Linked DNA regions of Mus musculus: all the other regions are linked to region 3. A link is a contact called in public HiChIP or PLAC-seq data. All regions are on one chromosome and are shown on one strand. The core of a region is the stretch at or near the end of the contact, and the rest is flanking DNA. Distances in the headings are between cores, read along the strand shown. Region 1 overlaps Syne1 (spectrin repeat containing, nuclear envelope 1). Region 2 overlaps Esr1 (estrogen receptor 1 (alpha)). Region 3 overlaps Esr1 (estrogen receptor 1 (alpha)).

The links. HiChIP or PLAC-seq counts read pairs in DNA pulled down with a chosen protein or histone mark.
Region 1: a contact with region 3 is called in an H3K27ac HiChIP or PLAC-seq map of large pre-B cells, with 3 times the contacts expected there. The contact joins two enhancer-like sites. A contact is called at or near these places in 1 of 484 Hi-C or Micro-C datasets (uterus), 1 of 115 datasets of contacts at active chromatin or transcription factors (large pre-B cells) and 1 of 9 other capture datasets (adipose tissue).
Region 2: an H3K27ac HiChIP or PLAC-seq map of large pre-B cells shows a contact between it and region 3, with 2.5 times the contacts expected there. The contact joins two enhancer-like sites. A contact is called at or near these places in 1 of 115 datasets of contacts at active chromatin or transcription factors (large pre-B cells) and 3 of 9 other capture datasets (adipose tissue, liver and pancreatic islet).

Annotation. Positions count from the first base shown.
Region 1 is chr10:5,078,825-5,081,600 of GRCm38.p6, forward strand. The region is part of intron 127 of Syne1 (spectrin repeat containing, nuclear envelope 1); the gene reads right to left. Among named protein-coding and RNA genes, the nearest start is that of Gm51757, 250 kb to the right of the region's middle. Within about 2 kb of position 1,272, at least 70 of the 459 cell types and tissues checked have an H3K27ac peak or open chromatin away from gene starts, as enhancers often do.
Region 2 is chr10:4,715,228-4,718,024 of GRCm38.p6, forward strand. The region is part of intron 2 of Esr1 (estrogen receptor 1 (alpha)); the gene reads left to right. Among named protein-coding and RNA genes, the nearest start is that of Esr1, 6.5 kb to the left of the region's middle. Within about 2 kb of position 1,329, at least 10 of the 459 cell types and tissues checked have an H3K27ac peak or open chromatin away from gene starts, as enhancers often do.
Region 3 is chr10:4,867,089-4,870,068 of GRCm38.p6, forward strand. All of the region lies in intron 5 of Esr1 (estrogen receptor 1 (alpha)), which reads left to right. Among named protein-coding and RNA genes, the nearest start is that of Esr1, 160 kb to the left of the region's middle. Within about 2 kb of position 1,628, at least 6 of the 459 cell types and tissues checked have an H3K27ac peak or open chromatin away from gene starts, as enhancers often do.

The DNA.
Region 1 (2,776 bases), core at 22-2,521, 210 kb after region 3:
ATTTCTTTGAGAAGTTGATGTGCCCAGAGTGAATTAGGCAGTTTAAGTGATTGGCTTTTGGTTAGTCAAAGGTAGGCTCAGTAAAGCTGGAGTCTTTGCTCTAGGCTGTAATTTATAGAAGGATCAATCACATGTCCAGACGCAGCTAAGACTCAAGGCTAGTCTCCACTACTCTGCCATCAAAAATAGAGCAAGTTTCTCATCTTCTACGAGCCTGTCTTTTCTCATTTGACACTGCATTTTCTCCAAACACTAGTATTTAGTGTTTGTAACAAATGATCGATCACCTTTCATATGTCAAGTGCTGTACTATATCTATCCCAGGATGTGGTGTGTTGACAGGAAGACACAGGCAAGTGACAATTTAAAAAGCACTGTCAAACACCACAGGTTTGACAATGTTGTGTTAGTTTGATAGTTTTTCCTTCTTAGCATTCATGTGCTCAATGTCTCCAGGGAGCAGTTTGAATATGCATCCTTCCTGTTTGTCTCACAACATGATGACACTGCTTTCATTTGTTTACTGTGGAGCTATGACTGAAAAAAAAAAACCAAAAACTAAATATGTGGGCTGCAAGCATTGGGTGCAAGCCAGGGCCAAAACCTTTTTTGCAAAGATGTAAATCCCTAAGAAGGGTGGCATTTGATGTTGTTTATAAACTAAATATCCAAGCTATATATAAATGAACCATTTCTTTCTTTGGATTCAGTTGAAACCCTGAAATTTACCAGCTCAGCACATATATTGTCTTAAGGGTACTGCCGCCATGGTATATTGCCTCCAGAGTGAGACAGCTGAATAGGTAGTACATTTTTTTTCTAACAGTAAGTGTTTTTATCAAGACATTGTGGGTGGGTGTAAACAGACACACACACTCACACACAAATGCACACATACAAATGCATATACATGAGCAATTCTAGTGGTGCAGTGTTATATATTTACATTACAGCTAGAATCACACATAGTTCTATACAAGCAACAGAGGAAGAAAAGCAATATAATCCTCAAGGGAGCTAGCTACAACAGATCCCTTGGGCAGCTGAAAAGCCAATTCCCTTTTGCTTTTCTTCTGATGCTCCCAAGCATCTGCTTGAAGCTGGCTTCCTCATCCTCATCTGTGGACCCTCCCAGTTACTCCTGCACATCAGCCGCTTCGAAGGGAGCAGAGCCGGCTGGCTCCTCCTGAGCTGGCGTAACGCCATCTGTGTTCAGCAGAGTTTGGCGACTTTTACAAGGAGTAGAGCACTGGCTTGTTTCCTGTTTTGGATTCATATTTGACAGTAGTTCACCGGAAATGACAAACCCAGGAGCCACTAAAACCTCTGGGTCCCTCTCCTCCAGAAGTATTACATCCTGGCACCTGGCCAGACCCAAAACTACTATCTCACTGGTTTAAACACTCGAGTGTAGATTGGACTGGGACAGAATAATTATGTGTTAGTTTCATACCTCAGGAGTCTGGCAGAGGAAGATCCTAGAAGCATACTCTATCTACTTCCTTTTTTTTTTTTTTTTTTCAGGTTTTGGCCTGCTCACAGGCACAGTGTATAAATCTCCTCAGAGCATATCATGTGGCCAAACACCACTTTCAAGCTGTATTTTCAAGTAGATATATGTACTCTATCGACAATTTTAGAAAATATGAATGTCTGACTTAGTTAGTAATAATAATACTTTCATGGAATGATTACACGATTTGCCTGAATGAGAAATCATCATATGACTATCAATTTCTTCATCTCCAAAATATGATAATTCTGGCATTATTTTTATCCTCAGAGGTACCTAAGTATTAGGACATATACGGAGGACATTGCCTTCATTATTCCCCATAGGCAAACAACACTTAGCTGCTATAGGCACTGGCTTGTCCAAAGAAATGGCCTCTGCATCTAAGAGCATCAAAGTCTTGGGATCAGACGACAATCAGTCGGGAAAGAAGACTATGATCCATGCTGGCAGATAACCAGGAGGAAATGGGAATGCGCCGGACTATGATCCATGCTGGCACATAACCAGGAGGAAATGGGAATGCGCCGGACTATGACCCATGCTGGCACATAACCAGGAGGAAATGGGAATGCGCCGGACTATGATCCATGCTGGCACATAACCAGGAGGAAATGGGAATGCGCCGGACTATGATCCATGCTGGCACATAACCAGGAGGAAATGGGAATGCGCCGGACTATGATCCATGCTGGCACATAACCAGGAGGAAATGGGAATGCGCCGGACTATGATCCATGCTGGCACATAACCAGGAGGAAATGGGAATGCGCCGGACTATGACCCATGCTGGCACATAACCAGGAGGAAATGGGAATGCGCCGGACTATGATCCATGCTGGCACATAACCAGGAGGAAATGGGAATGCACTGGACTATGATCCATGCTGGCAGATAACCAGGAGGAAATGGGAATGCGCCGGACTATGATCCATGCTGGCACATAACCAGGAGGAAATGGGAATGCGCCGGACTATGATCCATGCTGGCACATAACCAGGAGGAAATGGGAATGCGCCGGACTATGATCCATGCTGGCACATAACCAGGAGGAAATGGGAATGCGCCGGACTATGATCCATGCTGGCACATAACCAGGAGGAAATGGGAATGCGCCGGACTATGATCCATGCTGGCACATAACCAGGAGGAAATGGGAATGCGCCGGACTATGACCCATGCTGGCACATAACCAGGAGGAAATGGGAATGCGCACTATGATCCATGCTGGCACATAACCAGGAGGAAATGGGAATGCGCCGG
Region 2 (2,797 bases), core at 79-2,578, 150 kb before region 3:
CCTAAGATATATTTAGGAGAAAAGCAAAATGTGTAGGTAAGTTGCTGTAATTTTATTTATATAAAGAAAAAAGCTAATTTGTCCATCTTCATTTTATCTTTTTTTCCATCTACGTTGGCTTGGTGTCTATGGACCAATAAGAGCAAGATTTATTATTCCTGATTGTGGAGTGGGGCTGCTTCGTGAGCTCTTTATGAGAACATATTTGAGTGGGCCACAGGATGTTCAGGGAATTTGGGCAAAGCTTGATTTACTCTGAGTCTACATGCTGTGGTTCCTTTTTCCATTGGCCACAACATGCAGCCATATTTAGGTATGAGGAGATGTAGCAGGTAAAATAGCTTGGGGCATGTAATTAAGTGAGAAACACTGCCACTTGTCCAGGTAACTTGTTGCAGAGACATGCTCTGTTGGTAATCAACAAGCTGTGGTTTTGTAGGTTGTGTGTTACTGAGAATTTCATGGAAGTCATTTTATTCAGAATTCTTAGGGATTCAGACAACTTTGAGGATTTCAAAGAAAGTTCAAGGCGAAACACTTCTGTTCACTGAGGCTTTAAAAAAAATTCAACACAGGTGTTTAATGCTGCCTGAATATTTTGAATTTTGTCAGTATGTCTAGGTGCTACGTTTCAAACCAGACCAAAGCAACCCAAACTTAAGAAACAAGCCGTCCACATCAGCCAATCCTCTGATAATTTGGATCCCGATGTCTGTGTAGTCTGGAGAACTACTTTGTCTGTGGTGATCACTGAAGACCACCTTTCTGCTTTGAGGAGGTCTTGGGAGAGAGTTGAGGGATGGATGTTCATGTTTCCCGTGGTTCCCCCCATGCACTTGAATGATCAGACCACCCCTTTTCTTTTGGTCTTTACATGTCTTAATCATTTAAATTGCTGCCGACCACCTGCCATGTTAAGTTGGTCTAAGAATAGTGCAAGGAACCACACATTGCTCGGGACGGAGCGTATGCTTGGATGTGGATGGAATCACATCTGTGTCCCTTCTCTTTTGTTGCCAGCCCCATGTGGCTCTTACTGCCACGGAGAGAGCTCTCAGGGGTAATTGCTATTTCCTCCAATCTTATGCGGTGCTCTGTTAACTTGGATCCCATTCCCCAGTTTATACATTCATAAAGTTGTGAAGTTCATAATTTGAGAGAATTCGGGTTGAGCACTTTTGGTTTCTTATACTTTAAAACAGAAGGCAGGGGCAGTAGACAGCAGGGAGGGTGAGGACGGCAAGAACACAGGGCTTTACATAGGAGACTGTGCATGTGAAGGCAGTATGTAAGCTACATGAAAATTGCAGGCTTTTAAGTTACTTTACCCACATTTGAATAGCTGTTTGTACATTTGTGTGCACTAGAGCAAGAGGAAGGGACACATATGAGTGGCCAAGAGTTTCTTTATAAACAGAGAGTAGCGGTAACAAGAAATGTTTTTCCTACAAGCCAGATCTGCTGGTCATCAGAAAGAACATGTGTGTTAGTATATCCAAAGTCAAAAGGATCATGTGAAAAGTTTTACATGAAGAAATTCTCAGATTTGAGTCATGTTTTTTACCAACTCCATATTATACACAACTTCAGCCCTCTTCTATCTTCCCTGTGATGCCAGGGTTCTTTTTAGTGTAATTTTAGAAGGTCCAGCTTGAGAGAGCAGTGTATGGAGTGTGGCGGTCAGGTCCTGTGTCTCCCTGCCTCTCCCCTCCAGCCCTGGGAGACCATGACGGTGAAAGGGGAGAAAGAAACAAATTAACTTTTCTTTAGAATGTTGAGTCTCAGTTCACTAATTCAGGAAAGGAAGATACAGAATGGCTACTCTTGTTTAGAACCAAAATACATAGCCCCCAGGGAGATTCTAGATAAAGCCAAAAGTACTGCTGTTTACCGACCAGAGTGAAAGCTTAAGAGCTTTCACCAAGAGGAGGCAGTGGCTTGACAAAGTTACTAAGGAGTCTTTTTTTACTGGTCCAGCTCTTGCAGTGAATTGATGGATAGTTTTGTTTTTCAAAGAGCTCCCTCTTCATCCTGCTGTCCTACTCCCAGAGTGTTCAACTGAAGGTTAAGGGAGACACCTTTATGATATGCTTGGTCTCAGGATAGGAGAAAAATAGTTGCTGTGTGCTGTGCCTGAAGAATATTAATAGAAATTCCAGGAACACATTTGCCTTAATCAATAGTGTCTAAAGTGATGCATACTTAACTGTATTTGGTTAAAATGCGACACTTAGAAAGATATGTATTCCATTACCAACCGACAGAATTTTATGTAGTTTAATGAAGCAATTTCAAGTGAGTTGGTTTAGACAATAAGGTTGCTGTAACTGTTTATAAGTGATATGGTTAAGTCCGGTGGTGACCTGTGATGATAGTGTGGGAGATGGTGGTAATGATGGTGATGGTGGTGATAATATTGAAGGTGACAGATGAAGTCTTTGATGGTAACAATAGTGACAATGATAGTTACAGAACACTAGGCTCTGTCTGGGTATGGTGTTTTTCTGGATACCATGTAGCATCGGGATGTTTATCCTATACAGACATCAAAGGCTTCTAATACACTTGGATTTATTTTATTTGGCTATGATTTAAGAATCAGAAAATCCCAGTGATATTATCAACCAGATTGATATTTGTAATTCTCCTAAACACGTACTACTGCTATGTGAAAATGTCAAACCTAAACCACAAACAAATGTAGGATTCCAATCCTTTAACATTTTATGTTATTATGAATGTATTTTCAAAACATTCCCACCTCCCCCGACTCAGTTTCTCCCCACCCCCACTATAA
Region 3 (2,980 bases), core at 378-2,877:
ATGACTGTCTAGTGTGCATGAAGCCCTAGGTTCATTCCCCAGCACAGTATAAACTGGGTGTGGTTGTGTACCCCTGTAATCACAGCCTTGGTGTAGTAGAGACAGGAGGATCAGATACTCTGGGTCATCCTGATCTTAGAGGTTGAGGTCAGCCTGGCCTACATAAAACCTTCTCTTAAAACACTGTTGCTATAAGTGGTTGCATCATTTAATTCTTACAATAAGTAAAACTGAAATCATCGAATGCTAACCAATCATGTATTTTTCGGTCTCCTTGACTAACCTTGAAGTGAATAAACCATTTTTTATTTCATGATTTCTTCAGCCTGTGTCTATCCACAAAGCCCATCTCTTCTTCTTGGTCCATTGTACCATATCCCATTTCATCAGATGAATCACTGACCTGATTGTAGAATAGCAAAATAATGTCCCTTAAGAACTCCACACTGGTTGTTGTCATTTTGTGTTCTGACAATTCTGTAGTTGAAATTCTTCTTTCAACTGAAAGATGCTGTTTTTTTGGCCACCTGAATTTAATTTGTTTAAGCCACTACCTTGCTTTTAGAAACTATATATATTGGCTAGTGAGGTGACTCAGCAGGTAAAGGTACTTGTTGCCAAGCTTGGTGAACTGAGTTTGGTCTCTTTAATGAACATAGTGGAAGGAGAGAACTGATCCTGCCTGTTGTCCTCTGACCTCCGCATTTTGTGTTATGGTATGCCTGTGCACACAAGTGTGTGCCTGCAAACATACACACACACACACACACACACACTTCAATAAATAAAAAAATGTAAAGAGAGATTAAATGACTGTGCAAATCTTTGATATCCAATTAGTCAAATTGTAATATAAAGATATCTTCTAATTAAATAAAACGGTCAGAAACTCATTTAGAATAAGTATTCCTGGAACAAAACAAATGTTTCCTTTTGGATTAAAATATCTTTCTTGACAAGCAGGTGTTTTTAACGAGATGACAATTTGCCGCTTTCCATGTTTCTAGAGGGTTGAGTAGCTTTCTGGGATGACTGGTCTAGGTTTGGGGGCTTTACCTTTTGTGTGCCTAGATCTCTGGGATCTATTTACTCCCAACTTGGTCTATTAAACTCCAAAGGCCAACTTGTGCACCTTCAGTGTCACCATGGCTGACTGAGTTTGGCTTGAATTTCCCTAATGTGCAAGAAATTTACGCCCCAGTGATGACAGATGTTAGTTTTTGTATTTTTTTTAGGGCTTAACCACTGGTGAATTATAGAAAGGAGAGAATGTCATTATTGGCCCTCAAGACAGCTAAGATAGAGGAAAGATAAGAATCTGTGAGTCCACTAGACAACATCTCTATTGGAGTCTAATTAAAAGAACTTACTATTTCCCAATTCCACCTACTTATAATACTGCAAGCAAAACAACAACAACAACAACAACAACAACAACAACAACAACAGCCTCATCAAAGATACTTAAAGTTTATCTCATACAGGAGTCTACGGTTTGACTTTATGCTTTGTGTTAGGCTCTAGTAGAAACCTGGCTGTTTCCTTTTGGCATACTTCTTACCGTTCTCTGTTCAACCATGCCTAGCTTAAAATTACTCATGCTAAGATTTTTTTTTTCTTACTAAATCCACAGCCTCAAGGAAGTGCTTGGACACTGAAATTGATCGGCAAGCATTAGACTTGGGTGAGATGGAACTTAGATATGTGTTTCTTTCTTTCCCACAGCAGATGGTCGCTCAGGTAAGTCACAGCTGAAAGGTCAAAGTCATTAGGAAAGCAAGGCCGCACTTCCACCCTTGTGGCCATACTGAGGATGAAGAGGTAGAGAGTTTAGTGGTAAAAGTTTTGTTTTTGATTTTTCCTGGCTTGTGGTGTTTGAACTTTGACAGCAGATATCACAGCTTCAGGGGTGTTGATACTGCATCTCACAAGAGTCATGAGCTGCTTGGTATTGACATTCTGTTTTTTTCAGATGGATCATTGACTGTGTTAACTCTTTCTCCTTCCCTAGATCCAGGGAATCTGAGCTTTGCTTCTGTGGCTAACCAAACTCTTCCACACAGTGTGTTCAATTCTAACTCATTCAAATTTGCCTTTTTGTTGGTGTTTGGTATTTGGGGTTGAACTTGGGACCTTGTACATACTGAACACATAGTCTTCCACTGACCCATGTCCCTAGTCCCTGTTCATCTTTGGATGGATACTCCTTTGTGGTATAAGAGAGGTGAATATGTGCAGGTACACATATTTGTTAGTATATATGCACACAAAAGCCAGAAGTCAACCCTGGGATTGTTTGCCAAGAGTTATCCACCTTAATTTTTTCAAGGTTAATTTTTTAATGGTCTATCTCTGGTCTGGAGTGCTGGGATGCCTGAGTGAGCTCCTGTCTCTGATTCCCCAACCAGTACCCACATGGTGCTGGAATTATAAGCATGTACCACCTTACCTGGCTTTCTATGTAAGGGCTGGGAATTGAACTCATAGCCCAGGATTTGGCAGCAAGCACTTCACCTACTGAGCTATCTGCCAAGCCTGAACGGTTACTTCTTTGAGGAACATTTTTCCTGGTGAGCTGATTGTTTGGTGTGTTAAAACCTAAGTGCTGTTTAATAATTCTTGAGGCAAACTCCCTGTGATTTAATTTGAAAAGATCAAATGACCTTGTTATTTCAATCTAGCACTTATCACTCAACCGCATCCAGGAGAGCCCTAACATAATGGCAAAGGGAAGAGAAGTGGGGCTGCTTAAGGAAGGCAAAATCTAATGAAATGGTGGCAGCGCCTTGCTCTGGAGCGAAGCAAGGTTTCCTCTTGTGGTAGCGCATGTATTCATTAGGGCATTATTTTATAAACATAAAATCTAATAAAGAGGTGGACGGTTCCTGTGCTGTAACGAGGGCAGGCATCTGTTCTTGAACAGCTTAAGCTGGCTGTTAAAGTGTAAGTAACTCTACAGGAGCCGAAGGTGAAACCCGGT